Linked DNA regions of Pan troglodytes: region 2 is linked to region 1. Evidence: chromatin contacts called from public HiChIP or PLAC-seq data. All regions are on one chromosome and are shown on one strand. The core of a region is the stretch at or near the end of the contact, and the rest is flanking DNA. Distances in the headings are between cores, read along the strand shown. Region 1 holds the start of LOC129143994 (large ribosomal subunit protein uL22-like). Region 2 holds the start of ST6GALNAC5 (ST6 N-acetylgalactosaminide alpha-2,6-sialyltransferase 5).

Region 1 (7,124 bases), core at 1,477-3,976:
AATTTAAAAATTAAAAATAATTAAAAATGAAAATAACATAGAACCAATTTAGCATCACACTTCTTGATATCAAAATAAAGCAAGAAAGCAATGGACATGTGTTTTTAAGAAATTATAAAAATGAGTAATCATTTTAATTGATTATGAAACATTGGATAAGTAAAATACTCATATATCCACAGTGATACTCAAGATTACTTGTGAATTGCATTTGGAAAAAGTGCTGCTGTTATTAAGAAACATTTCAGACGTATCCTTAGTTGATAAACATTTTGCTGAAACATTTAGATGTGAACTGTCATGGTATCTGCAGCTCACTTTTAAATGTTCCCGCGAAAATAATATAAAAAATACAGAAACATATTTGGAATTTTTCATAACAGCTACATGGCATTTTAAAAAGTTATTCAAAACAAATTTCCAGATTTCAAATATTTTTGTATACCTAAAGAATATATTTTATATTGAGTAAGAGACATTTTGTGAGAAAGAAATGTATTTCATCTTAGACATTGTCGTTTTAGATTTTTGGAATAGCCAATGAAGAGTGACTTTGTCATATTTCTTTTATACTCTTAGAATTAATGTCAGTGATTTAATTTTTATTTTTTCAGAAGATATTTATTAAAACTGCTGGTGCCTTAACAGGAATCAAGGCACTGGAATCAAACTGCACAAGTGGTCACTGTATTCTTCCCACCATTGACCACAGTAGAAAAGAAACAAACAAAAATACATCATTTGCACTTAAGAATGTCCTTGATAAGGAAGGAAAAATATTGAGTTGTTTGCTTTTTTATTCTTGAGTTGTATTTATGCATTCTTAATACAAGTCCCTTTTTGGTTATATGATTTGCAAAAAGTTTCTCCCATTCTGTAGACTGTTTTTTCATTCTGATTGTGTCCTTTGAAACAAAAGAGTCTTGAAATTTGATGATGTCTATACAGTTTGTCTGCTTTTTCTTTTGTTGCTGTGTGTGTGTGTTGTTTTTTTGTGTTTTTTTTGAGACTCTTGCTCTGTCTCCCAGGCTGGAGTGCAGTGGTGCAGTCTTGGCTCACTGCAACCTCCATCTCCCGGGTTCAAGCAGTTCTCCTGCCTCAGCCTCCCAAGCAGCTGGGACTACAGGTGCGCACCACCACGCCTGGCTAATTTTTGTATTTTTAGTAGAGACGAGGTTTCACCGTGTTGGCCAGGCTGGTCTCGAACTCCTGACCTCAAGAGATGCACCCGCCTCGGCCTCCCAAAGTGCTGGGATTACAGGCGTGAGCCACTGTGCCTGGCCTGTATGTGTTTTTTATACATAATGTAAATAAACTTTTAAAAGATACACTGTGAAATGCTTTAAAGCAAGTTGTGTTTTTTTTTGGTCAATGAGTATTTACTTTAGTTTATTTTTTAATTGAGGTAAAAATATCTAATGCTAATAGATATTAGTTTGCTAGGGTTGCCATAACAAAATACCAGAGACTGGATGGCTTAAACAACATAAGTGTATTTCCTCACAGTCTGGAGGCTAGATGATGTCAGCAGGATTGATTTCTCCTAAGGTCTCTCTCCTTGACGTGTAGACGGCCATTTTCCTCTAGTGTCTTCATGTGATCTTTACTGTCTCGGTGTCCTGCGCTCCTCCTCTTATAAAGATACCAGTCATATTTGAGTAGGATCAACCCTAATGACCTCATGTAAGCTCATTACTACTTTAAAGACCCTGTCTACAAATACAGTCACGTTCTAAGGTACTGGTGGTTAGGCTTCAAAATGTGAATTTTGGGGTTTGTTGAAGGGCACAATTCAGCCCATAACAAATACATAACATAAAACGTATCATTTTAATCATTTTTAAGTATACGCTTTAGTGGCATTAAATACATTTATATTATTGTGTAACTATCATCCCCCCATCCATCTCCAGAACTTTTTTCATCTTGTGAACCGAACCTCTACCTGTTAAACAATTACTCCCCAGTGTCCCCTCCTCCCAGCTCCTGGCAGCCACCATTCTGCTTTCTGTCTCTGTGAAACATGTTTTGAGGCAGTTTTTTTTTCCCATCATTAGTGAGAATCTTCAGAGTTCTCTCAAATTAAGCTAGTTATTTTTATGCAAATTCTGCAAGATATCCACAAACTTTTACCTAGATAAGAGGTTCTTGAAGCTCTTAAATCATATGAAAATTTTGTCTCTTTTTGTATATCTGCCTTTTTCATGGGAGAGATTCTAGAGTTCTCATTAGATTCCTTAACTGAAGCCCTAGAGACTTAGCCAATCTTGTTTCATTTATTTTTCAAGATAATTAAAGTTTAGTAATTTTTAAGTTGATAAGCTGATGTGTAATTCACAGAAAAGACAAAAGGAATTTTAATGTTTTTAGGTTTTATTGTCTTGAAATCAAATGTTTACTTGCTATTTCTCAAAGGGTCAGTAACTTTAAAAATCATTATACTACATTTTCTTCATTTGAAAAGTTTTTAAATTTACTGTTTCATATTGTCCTAGATATGGATTATATCAGCTTTGTATCTCATTGTACATGTAGATATTAAAAATATTGTCTATATAAAATAACCTCAGAATTATTTTTATTTCATTTTATTCATATGTTTATTATTCAGTCAATAAACATTTGAGTCTTTTTGATAAATATTAGATATACAAAGAAGAAGAAGACATGGGTTTCATCTTCAAGGAAGTGAAAATAATATACCTAGATGGCTATAAACAAATTAATATATTAAAAAGAAGAATAAATAAAGAAGAGAATTGGTGGTTGGTCCAAACAGATATAACAGCATGGGGAAACTGAGAGACTCCTGGAGGTGCAAGTCCCAATGGGGTTTGGCCAGTAGTTAAATATAACTAAAACAGTAGACTGTTAAATAGAGAAAGGGTTGCTGGAGATGAGGCTTGAGTTTGGTTGGAGCCAGGTTTTGAAGACCTTTAAGTGCTATGAAAGAAACACCCTCTTTTGGACAGAGAATTCTGAAACATTTTTGTCTCAGAGAAAGACAGGATCTGAGAACATTAAGTGATGCTAGCTCATTTTATTGCATAGTTACTTAATGTAGTCTGAATACTTTTATAGTCATTTAAAATTTTTCAATGGTAGTGTTTCAAAGATTATTGATAAATACTGATTATTTCAAAAACTTAAATATATGCATTTCACTATATTTCATATTTGATATATTTAAATATTTGCTATATTTCAAAATAGTATTTGCCCTAGCTCTGTGTTTTTAAATTCTCTTTTCCAGCTATAAGGAAGACCAGATGGATGAGAAACTAATGGAACCTCTGAAATATGCTGAACAACTTCCTGTAGCTCAGATAATACACCAGGTTTGCATTTCATTTTATTCTTTTGAAAGAAACAAGATTTTTAATCACTGAGAAGTAATTGCTTTTGTTAGGTTTTTCAGAATCAATGTGCTATAGCTGAAAGGCATTCTGGGCTGTCTATCCCTATTTAGACTACCCCTATTACAGCTGAAAGTCCCATTCAAAGCACAATATTAAAAGGCTACTTGCTGTTTAACACTAGAATTCTTACTTACATAAAATATGGGATAAAATAAGCATTATCTTTTGTGCATTATTTAATTATAAAATTTAATTTCAGAAAACTTTCATTTTGACCCATTGTGTATAGTACTTAGTGATAAGGAAAAAGAGCTGCAAAAATATCATTGAGTGTAATTTTTTGGAGTCACTAAAAAGAGAAAACAGTCTTGCCCTGCATCCTTTACCCCGCCCAATCATCAACCCTTGCAAAGTATAATTCTGCATGTCATGTGGGCAATTTGTTCATTTCCAATTATAATGATTTTATCATCCTTTCTACATAACTGTAATCGTTGAGAAGGCAGTGTTGTAAGCATGTAAGCTTAGACTTTGTACTATAATTTGACAGCATACAACCTCTGCCCTGCTGTGCCAGAATCTAATAATTTTAAATGTTCTGTTGACTAGAGTTATAGCCTTTAGACCTAGCAGAGATTTCAGAAACTTACATATTATAGTAAATATTAAAAGCCCTTAAATGGCAGAGTTTCTCAGAATTGTTACGAATGTTGATTGTTATTGTGAGTTTTTCCATATGCCTTTTTCCATCAAAATAATTTTTATTTAGCTGATATGTATTGATTAGAAGTGCCAGTTAGAACTTTATTAAAAGAAACAGAGGAAAATGTTGGCTATATATATTTTTCATTGACATTAAAATTTAATATTGCAATTCTGTGAGAAATTACAAAAAATGATCAGAAATTTGCACCTTTGGGAAGCTCGTCTGTGCTTGGTAATCAGGTCCAGTTTATATGTCAGGAATTCCCTAGTGTTGTCAGAGCTTAAATGACCTAACAGTCTGCGAATGTCACATTTAAAATTCTGTCTTCATGCCTGACTCTCAGCATAAATGAATTAAACAGCAGAGCAGGCAGCAAGTCAATATGTTCTTAACAGTAAGAGTGAGCAATGAAACAGTTTGTGGTTTGCTCAGAATAGGTAAATAGAATCTGCCCAGAACAGTTCACCTAGAATAAAATCTGAAAGAGGAAACAAGAATTAACCTTTAAGATGGTTGACCAGATGAAATGTCAGTAATATTTTTATAGCATGGATGAACCAATAAACTACCTGGTTTATGTAACAGCTGCATTTGACTGTTATACACTGTGTGAATTCCAAGATAAAAAATTTTTGACCCTGGTGAAAATTTTAGATTGTGATTTTTTTGGCAGTACAAGAGACTTTGTTAATTTTAACACTGAATTACAAACATTATATTAAAATTCAGTAGCACTTGATTTTACTAAATACCTATCTTTAAGAAATTTTACACAATAGGAATTTATGTATTTTATTTTTATTGAATAAAATGAATTCTGTTCTCAGTTAAAGAATAGTCAGGACAGGTCATTGTTAATAGCAGACTCTTCATTTATTCCTTTTGTTATTTCCCTTTGTTGACAGTACTACAACTTAAGGACTGTTACCATTAGCCGGTCCAACTGGTCTTTTAGAAACATAAGAGTTATGTTGCCAGAAATTAACTGATAAGTCCGTTATTTAAGAGCAAATTTTGGCCGGGCATGTGGTACCCCATGCCTATAATCCCAGCCCTTTGGGAGGCTGAGGTGGGTGGATCACTTGAGCCCAGGAGTTCAGGACCAGCCCGGGCAACATAACAAAACCCTACGTCTACAAGTAATAAAGAAAATTAGCTGGGCTTAGTGGTGCGTGCCTGTAGTCCCACCTACTCGGGAGGCTGAGGTGGGAATATCTCCTGGGACTGGGATCCAGATTGAGGCTACAGGGAGCTGAGATTGTGGCACTGCACTCCAGTCTGGGTGACAGAGTGAGACCCTGTCTTGATAAATAAATGAATGCATGCAACTTTTTTCCTAAGAGAACAGTAATACATGTGATAATTAGGTTAGCTAGTTTCACAAAAGCTTTTTGATCTATATCTAAATTATAGCATTATTGTAGTGTATAATCTCCCCCTGTAACTATTTTCATGAGAAATAATCTTATACTTTACCTACACCTGTTTAGGAGCTCATGTCATTTCTATTTAAAATAGAGTTACTTATTTTTATGTCTTATATATCCTATTTTATCATCTTTCTGGACAGTCTCAGTTTCTTGATATTTCTTTTAGCATCTTGCTTTGTACTATGTATACATATCTCTAAATGGATAGATAACGTATTTTTAATGGTATGTTGAAAGCCAGGACCACCTCTTTTCCCTACTACCCAGGCACCAGAAGCCAAGGACTCTCACTAGTAGCACAACTTAGAAGCTGCAGGAGAGATGGAGGCTTTCAAAGCAGGGACAGAGGCTGAAACAGAAGGAGAAACTTGAGAAATAGAAGAGAGAGGAATGAGCATCAGTCATTTCAGTAATTCATTTATTGTGTGTGATATTTAAACTGCTTTTTACAATCAGGAGATAGGATTCTCACTACTACCATTTTATGCTGTCAAATTATTTACCATTTTTCTAGCCATCCTAGAAAATATGATTGTATACCTAGGAAACCCAGGAGACTCAAGTTATGAACAATAAAATTAATAAGAGAATGTGATGAGATAGCCAAATAAAATTGGCTTCTTAAATAAAATTGATAGCTTCTCTGTATTTGCAGTAAACACACAGAAATGAAAATGGGAAAATTTTTCTGTCACAGCAGTGAAGAGAACTATAAAATAATTACAATTAGATTTAACAAGTAAACCATAGACCTGTATAATAAGAATCATGGAAAGTACTATGTTTCAGAAACAGAAAGACATACCAAATAAACAACATGATGAAAGTATAAGTGTAAATTCTCCCAATTTAGCAATTCTAATTAGAGTAGAAACAAGTTTTTCTTTTTTAATGTTAGGAAAAAATGACCACATGATTTATGTGGAAGACCAAATGTCCAAGAATAACCAAAGAAAGTATGTAAGAGAGGCACTTGTTTTACTGGATATCAGAATATTAGCCTAACGCAGCTGTAATCAGATAAATATTATATGGACAAAGGAATAGACAAGAGGATCAGTGGAACACATGGAGGAGTGAATTTCAAACTTTATGGATTCCAATTCATGATAAGAAATATTTATATGCATAATAACTTTTGATGTGTAGGGTGGTTCTGTCTCTCACAGTCCACTGACTCAAATGTTAATCTCCTTTAGCAACACCCCCACAGACACACCCAGGAACAATACTTTGCATCCTTCAGTCCAATCAAGTGGACACTCAGTACTAACCATCACAAACCTAGATACCCTAATACGTATATGGTTTATATAAATGATAAGGGTGACGTCACAGATCAATGGGAAATTAAAAGATCATTCAATAAATTATGCTGAGAGAGTTGATTAACTACTGGAGGGGGATACTATGTTCTTGCATCATAATACATGGAAAAGTACATTCTAATAGGATTAAAGCTTAATGCAAAAAATGCGAAATGGCAAAACAATTAGAAAAGTATGTTGGCAAAATTTTTGGATGAGAACTTTCTAAGCATGAAAATTGTGGCAAAAACTACAAAGGAAAATTGATATATTTGACTTTGTAAAAATGTAAAATTTCTATACATCGAAATGAAAAGGCAAA
Region 2 (6,968 bases), core at 3,325-5,824, 260 kb after region 1:
TCACGGTTTCATTTCACAGGGTCTACCAGATGGCAAATGACCTCATCTACCCAGACGAGATCCAGACTGGAAACTGAACTGTGTTCCATGTTCCCTTCCACTCTGCTATAAGACTTGGAGCTTTCCTCTGAGTATTTCTTGATTTAATGTGTGTGGTGTGTGTGTGTGTGTGTGTGTGTGTGTGTGTGTGTGTGTTAGCTTGGTTATACATTAGGCTGCAGTTCTAAATGCAGAAGGTTCCCAAAGCCATGAAAATTGGCTTCCCCAGTTGTACCTAAGCAATCTTGTTATCATTGGCTTCCACAAATCGGGACTGAGAGAGTAATGTTAGAATACAGATATAGTACCTGAAGACACAGACATGTAACACGATGGAAATGAGTTGGTGGAACATTTGTGGGAATTGGTCTGGGGAAAGGGATTGGGAAAGAAGAGAAAGACTCAAACAGAAAATGCCTTCATTATGACAAGAAACTCCATGTAGCCTTCATTTAGTGATACTGAAATTACAATTGCAGCTCACATAGTTTGTGAAAGAGGAAGTAGAGAATATGACCATGAAAAGTGATATTTTAAGCCTCAACACATGCCGCTCATCACTGACTTGACTTGCAGCATATATTTCAACAAAAGCACACAGTGATTTAATCTCAACAGTAATTCAGTCTGCAGCCATATGAAACAAGACCATCATTGCAGACAGGCTGTAATTTGTGAAATTCAGGTGCTGGGGATTAGGACCACCTGTTGAATTTAATCTTAGAACTGTTAATGTTAACAACATCATGTAACTGAGCATATACACTACATATTTATCAGTCTTTGGGGCCTCCAGCTATGGAGGTGTGAACATTTTCCTAAATAATATCTGTAACTCTCTCCAGACTATGTAAATCAATGGCAGATAAAAAAGGCTGTTGGAATTCTGATTCAATATGCAGCAGCATATGGCTTGGTGGTCATCACATCCAGCATATTCCATCATTTTCCTGAGGCCTGATGTGAGGGTAAAAAAAAATTAGCAATCGAGTATCATCTGGCAATATAATAAGAATAGAAAGGCTTTCATTTCTTACCCTCCCCTGTCTTAATTGGAAAAGAATTCCTAGCAATATTCTAACAATGTCTTCCACCTCTGCCTATGCAAGAATATAGGAAGATATCAAATAAACCTAATTAAACAGGAACTTTTGGAGAGAACATAAACAACATTTTACACATGCACCTTCATATGACCATCTGTAAGGGAACTCTGCCCAATTTGCAGCCAGCTAAATAGTAGCGGTAAAGAGAATCAGTTAAGGCATTCTGAGAAGTTTACATTTAGTTCAGTGGGACAATTGGGATAATGTCTAAACAGAAGACATAGACTTTAAGATATGCTTTTCTTCCTTTGCTTGTGGTGACTTGAACTCCCTCAAAACCTTTGGGTACAGAATTTTGTGAGATGTTGGTGTTCCATGAGATAATTTCATTGATATTCATAATTATCTCTAAAGACCTTCTTCTACTAGGAATTCCAATGACTTTCACACAATATTTATCATTCATATAGCACTTCACAATTTGTAAAACCCTTTTACTAAATATCATTTCAATTTCCCATGTAGGGTATCAACATCCCGCCCTCCAAATTGAAAAGGACTGTTCTTTGTTTCAATAAAATAAAGCTCTGATAAACAAAAATTGAAATCAAACATATTTGTGGTCAATAACCATTGTTTTGAACATCAGCATTAGGGTATTATACTTTGCATTAAGCTCTCAATATTCTTAGCTGGTGTCTGTCCAGCAGAAGAACACAGGAAGAAAAGTATTAGAAATCTTTTCCCAAAAGCTGATCAAAACTTTCAGCAAATTTACCTTTTGATGCTGCCATTAATCAAAGCTTCACAAGTGTTAGATAGTAATTTCCACCAAACAATAGCCATGGAAATCCATGATCTCAGTATATCCATCATACACCAGTTACACATAAACGCCACAGCCATCTACAGTCAGAAGCTAATGTCTAAACTTTCCTGGAACTCCAGCCCTTATCGGTTGCTTGCACATGCAGATACAAAGCATCAATCAACAACTAAGAGCGGAAACAAAAGCTGTAATTGTAAAATTGATAGCCTTCTGCTTTTGGATTTTAAGTCTACTAACACCCCCACCCCCCAACCCCTGCTCCTGCCACAACAATAAATAAATAAATAATCACTTCCTAATGAAATTGATTCCTCCTTTTTTGCTTCCCTGAATTCTTCTCATTGCAAAATTCCACTTTTTCAAAGAAGCTTTCCTTGATCTTTCCAGGGAAGTCATCGTTCTCATTTTTGCACCCCTACAGTACTGTTCATATCTAGCATTTATTACACATTTTTATCTATTGGTTTATCCATCTACACACATTTCATGGTATATTGTTCTGTCCTCAGGTATTTAAAGATCCGTAAGACTGGGTCCTGCCTTAAATTCTTTTATACCTTTCAAATCCTTAGCATCATGCATTAAACAGGTGTGTGGCAATATTTTGAATGCCACTTTTTAAAAAGTTTGGCTTTTTCACGCATGGTTAGAGTGATCTTTGCACACAAAAGGAGCATCTACTATATATTACTTCGGTTCACAACCATAAAATTTAGTAAAACAAAAAGAATAATTGGGAGATTTCAAGAAATCCTCTAGCTTTATAAAGCAGATAGAGAGTGGAATTGTGTTTTAATAAAAACATACGAGCAGCTTCAAATAATGGCGGATACATTTAAACTGTATTAAAATATCTTCAGAATCAGCAAACTTGATTAGGATTCTCCCAGAGGCTTCACACACTGAAACCAGATATTTATTATTCCAGGGAAAGGAGGCCCAATTTTAAAAAATTCATCTTATTAATTATTAGCCACCCCATGCAGCAGCTTCCCGGAAGGCAGAGGAAGACAGGCTCACAATGATGAGTTTCAAACCAATGGAAGCTGAGTGTGTCCCTCAAGTCTTCCATGCCTGCCTGGGCACCACTCCCCAGGGCTGAGAGAATTCAGCCCAAAGCAATGCGCTGGAGAGATCAGAGGGGAACGCTGGATCCCGAGCAGTGGCCGCGGGCTGGCTGCGCTCACCCTCCGGTTCCGGGTCAGAGGAACGCTCAGGCTGGTACCCGCGCCAACCCCAGTTTCCTCCCACCAGGGAGCGACTCGGCGGCCAAACCCGAGGCTTCAGGAACCGGACCTCCATCCGCAGCTGCAATTCTGGGGATCAGGGAGTTATAGTTCCAGGGCCGATTTCTGCTGGGAAATTAGGCTTTGGGGTCCACGCACCTCACCCCTATTTTCTACAAAACTTTGTGTCTTTCTCCAAATAAGAATTCATACCAAGTTGGAACTAGCCCACCCTACCCCAGCGGGTCCACTCCCCTCCAGCCTTCGAACGGCACCTACTCACAGCGCCTCCCAGCCCCGGGAAAGGGGGAAGGCTCAGGTGTGCGGGATCCCCAGGCTGAGTGGCGAGCGGGCTGGCGGGCATGCTGTCACCTTGTGGTCCGCCACTCCGAGGTATCCGTCCAGTGGCCGCGGTCCCGCGGGGACCCCGGGGCGCTGCTGGGTGCTGCTCTCCGCCTCCGGCTGCGAGCTGCCGGTGGCCGACGCCTGCTGCTGCTGTTGCTGCTGCTGCTGCTGCTGCGGGGGCCGCTCCTTCTGGCCGCCGAGGCTGCTGTACACTAGCAACAAGCTGGTGCACATGGTGGTGAGCGCTAAACACACTGCCAGACCATGGCGCTGCGGGCGGGCGGGAGAGAGAAGAGGAGAGCGGCTGAGCGCAGACACCGGAGGAGCGCGCCCAGCGGGGACAACTGCGCCGTGGTCACTCTAGTGGGGGAGATTTGGGGCGGCCTGGGCCCCAGCCCCGCCGCACGCAACTGGGACAGAGAAAGCACCGTCCCCTCGCGTACCGCAAGGGATGCTCCGGGCGCGTCGCTGCTTTCGGCCGCCGCCGCCCAGATCTCTCGGTAGAGGGCAGATGGTGTACGGCCCCGGGCTGAGGGAGGGAGCGCGCCGGGCCGAGGACAGGGGTGGGTTTGCACTTTGGGGAAGGGCCCGTCTGGCGCAGCCACCCCAGCCAAGCTGCTGGAATTTTGAGTCCTTCACACCCCTCCTTTCCTGGGGCCCTGGATCCTTGCGATCCTTGCAAGTTTGAAATCTAAGAAAACGAAGAAAGTCTGCAAAGGTCCCCCCTCCCCGTCCCTCTTAGTTTTTGGCAGGCTGTTGCTTTTGGGCACCCCCATCCCTTGAGCAATCTGCCCACTCCTCCATCGCTCCTGCAGCTCTCCGCCACCCCCTCGGACCTCTCGCCGGAGATCTAGGAGGCGAGGCAACCCCGAGTTCCCATCCTGGCTCTGGGATTCCGAGCCAGGCAGAGCTGGAGAATCGGGAGGGAACGCGGAGCGGGTAGAAAGTTGTCCCTTTGTAACAGGCGACCTCGCGGCCCAGGGTTAGGCGTCCCGGAGTCTCCACGGTGCGTCCCGTGGACCCTGAGCCCGGGGATCCCCCTCTTTGCCCGGTGGAGTTGCCACAACTGACTCACCATCAGGGTCTTCATTTTGGGCACCTCTTTTGTGCAGAATCCTCAGGCTCGCGCGTCCGGGGCCACTTTTTCCTGGAGGGTTTCCATGATGGGTAATGGGGCGGAGGCGGCTCTGATTTTTGCCCAGCAGCCGGCCGCGGCAGATCGCGCGCGGGAGCCGCGGGACCCGGGAAGCGCGGCTGTTGCAGAGATTAGAGACAGAATTAAAACTGAACCGGACCCTCGTAGTCTCTCAGCGATCTACACAACTGCCGCCTGCCGCCGCCTGCTGGGTCCTAAAGACCTCTGCATCCCCTTCCCCGCCCCCAAATAATAATCTTTTCAGTAGTGAAATTTCTGGGGAGAGAGAGTTAACCGAGCCAGTGTACCCACTTCTTGGTCCGCGGGCTTATTTATCTTTAAAGAAGTCATCAAGTAGTAAAGGAGAACCTGATTGGATTCTGAACGTGATAGCCATGTGAAAATCTGCAAACTAAATTTTCTGTTTTGCGATGTTGATAAAAACAAATCAACCTCCCAAATGTCAATAACTCTATTTATAGCGTTTGCATTTATGTACGTAGCATAGAGAAATATATGATGAAATTATTTTTCTTAAAAAATTATTTATTGTTCCGTTTTTCAATTGCTCACTTTCTTATTTTCTCTTCTCTCTTAATTTTACTTTATCAGATTCAGTTATTCTCATGCATTCTTTAGATCACAATATTTCATCTCAATTATTTCATTTATTATTTTCATTAAATATTACAATTTATATTTCTGCCTGACCTCTGAGTTTCCTAGTGTTCATCTAAATGATCTTAAAGTTTTAAAAACATTCAGCACGTCACAGCTACATGATTAACTTGACCTGTAGATTCTTCCTAATTTGGATGAAGAACTTCTGTCTGCTAGAGATAAAACTGCATATGGCTTATTTCATAATCCTAAGGTCTTTGGTGCTTTCCGTTGGTCTACTGCACTGACGGCGATAATTTCACATTCAGGACTTCAATTAAAATTAAAAAAACATAAGTATTGTTTTATGTTGGGAAAGTCACATCAATAGCTTGTTTTAAGGATGCTGTCTCCTCTGCATTGAATTACAAATGGCATTTGTTAAATGTCTAATTTAGCTAAAAACATATTTCTTGTGAAATTGCTCAGTGAAAATAGTTGTCTTAATGTATTACTTAACATCTCACCTGTAGCAGTGTAATGTTAAAGATTACATTAAGATGGAAATGATCAGCAGGCCTACTGAACCATGGGCACAATAAGAGCTTTCTCAAGGCCAAAGAAGGCATTACAATCCATTTTTAATCTTCCCTAATCTATTGCTGGACTGATGATACAACAGGAACTATTTTTATCTTATGAGGCATCCTTCCATACTTAGTATTAAGAAAGTTAAAATTATTGGTGCAATAATGAATATCAGTGCAACGTGTTTGGGAGAGGTCAAGAAAGCACACGATTTAGCCTTTCAAGGAAAAGCAAAATAGGAAGCACTGTCCAACATTGCCAGCCTTGAAACTATTTATTCAGTTTGTGCTTTAGGCATGAATAGTACCAGTTGTTAGGGCAGGAAAAGCAGCAGCCAGAGGAGAATCTTACCAGGTCTTGGCAATTCTTTATTGTATGGTTGCACTTGACACTCAAATTAATGAAACAAAGGACCAACTTGATGAATCATTGCAAGCAGATTATCTGTGTTTCTCCAGGGATCCTTTTAGATGCTATTAGAAGCAGCTCCTGCATTTTTCAGGATTATTCCCCCTCCATCTAGCAAGTTGCCTAGTGACTGATGAAACAGTTCTAATATATTTTGCCATGCCAAACAGAGGCATCATATCTATGATTTAAGTTCATGGCAGCATGTTGGACATCTGTTACACTGTATGTCTGACCAAATTCATTAAGCTTATGGGTTTTTTTTCCCCCTCCTGGGATAGCAGTTAGCTAGTTGCTAAATCTACTTATGAAATGGCCAGGGTAAATTTAAAAATGTAATTCAGAGCTTGATTTGAAAGATTTCAAGGTCTTGGCTTTTACATATTTGATTAGATTAATGCAGCCGTTTCAGGCATTCTGGCTTGAGAGCCAAATGGACAAGATAGGGTGAGGGAAACGAGCTAAAGAAAACAAGTCATAGAATTTACTTCAATTTGATGATCATTAATGATTGCCACTTATTTGGTGGTTCTGTATTAGAGAATACAGTGGTGAATAAGACAGACCTTCTCCTCTAAGAGCTTACAACCTAATATGTGTGTGTGTATGCACGTGTGTTGAGACAAGTTCATGACTAGGCAATAAAAGACAGAGTACTATAGATTCAACACAAATTTATCAAGCACTTCCTATGTTAAGCACTTACTCTGTTGAGTACCTACTATGTGCCAGGCATTAGGGATACCTGGATC

Evidence for each region. HiChIP or PLAC-seq counts read pairs in DNA pulled down with a chosen protein or histone mark.
Region 2: an H3K4me3 HiChIP or PLAC-seq map of stem cell-derived excitatory neurons shows a contact between it and region 1, with 10 times the contacts expected there. The contact joins the promoter of ST6GALNAC5 here to the promoter of LOC129143994 in region 1. A contact is called at or near these places in 1 of 7 Hi-C or Micro-C datasets (stem cell-derived neural progenitor cells) and 1 of 1 datasets of contacts at active chromatin or transcription factors (stem cell-derived excitatory neurons).

Annotation. Positions count from the first base shown.
Region 1 is chr1:153,892,593-153,899,716 of NHGRI_mPanTro3-v2.0_pri, forward strand. LOC129143994 (large ribosomal subunit protein uL22-like) reads right to left here and starts at 2,727. Exons shown (of 1, transcript XM_054684457.2): 1 at 1-2,727. It overlaps PIGK (phosphatidylinositol glycan anchor biosynthesis class K), which reads left to right. Exons shown (of 11, transcript XM_001168438.7): 10 at 3,254-3,338.
Region 2 is chr1:154,149,458-154,156,425 of NHGRI_mPanTro3-v2.0_pri, forward strand. ST6GALNAC5 (ST6 N-acetylgalactosaminide alpha-2,6-sialyltransferase 5) reads right to left here and starts at 4,575. Exons shown (of 5, transcript NM_001037308.1): 1 at 4,561-4,575; 2 at 3,513-3,755. The coding sequence starts at 4,575.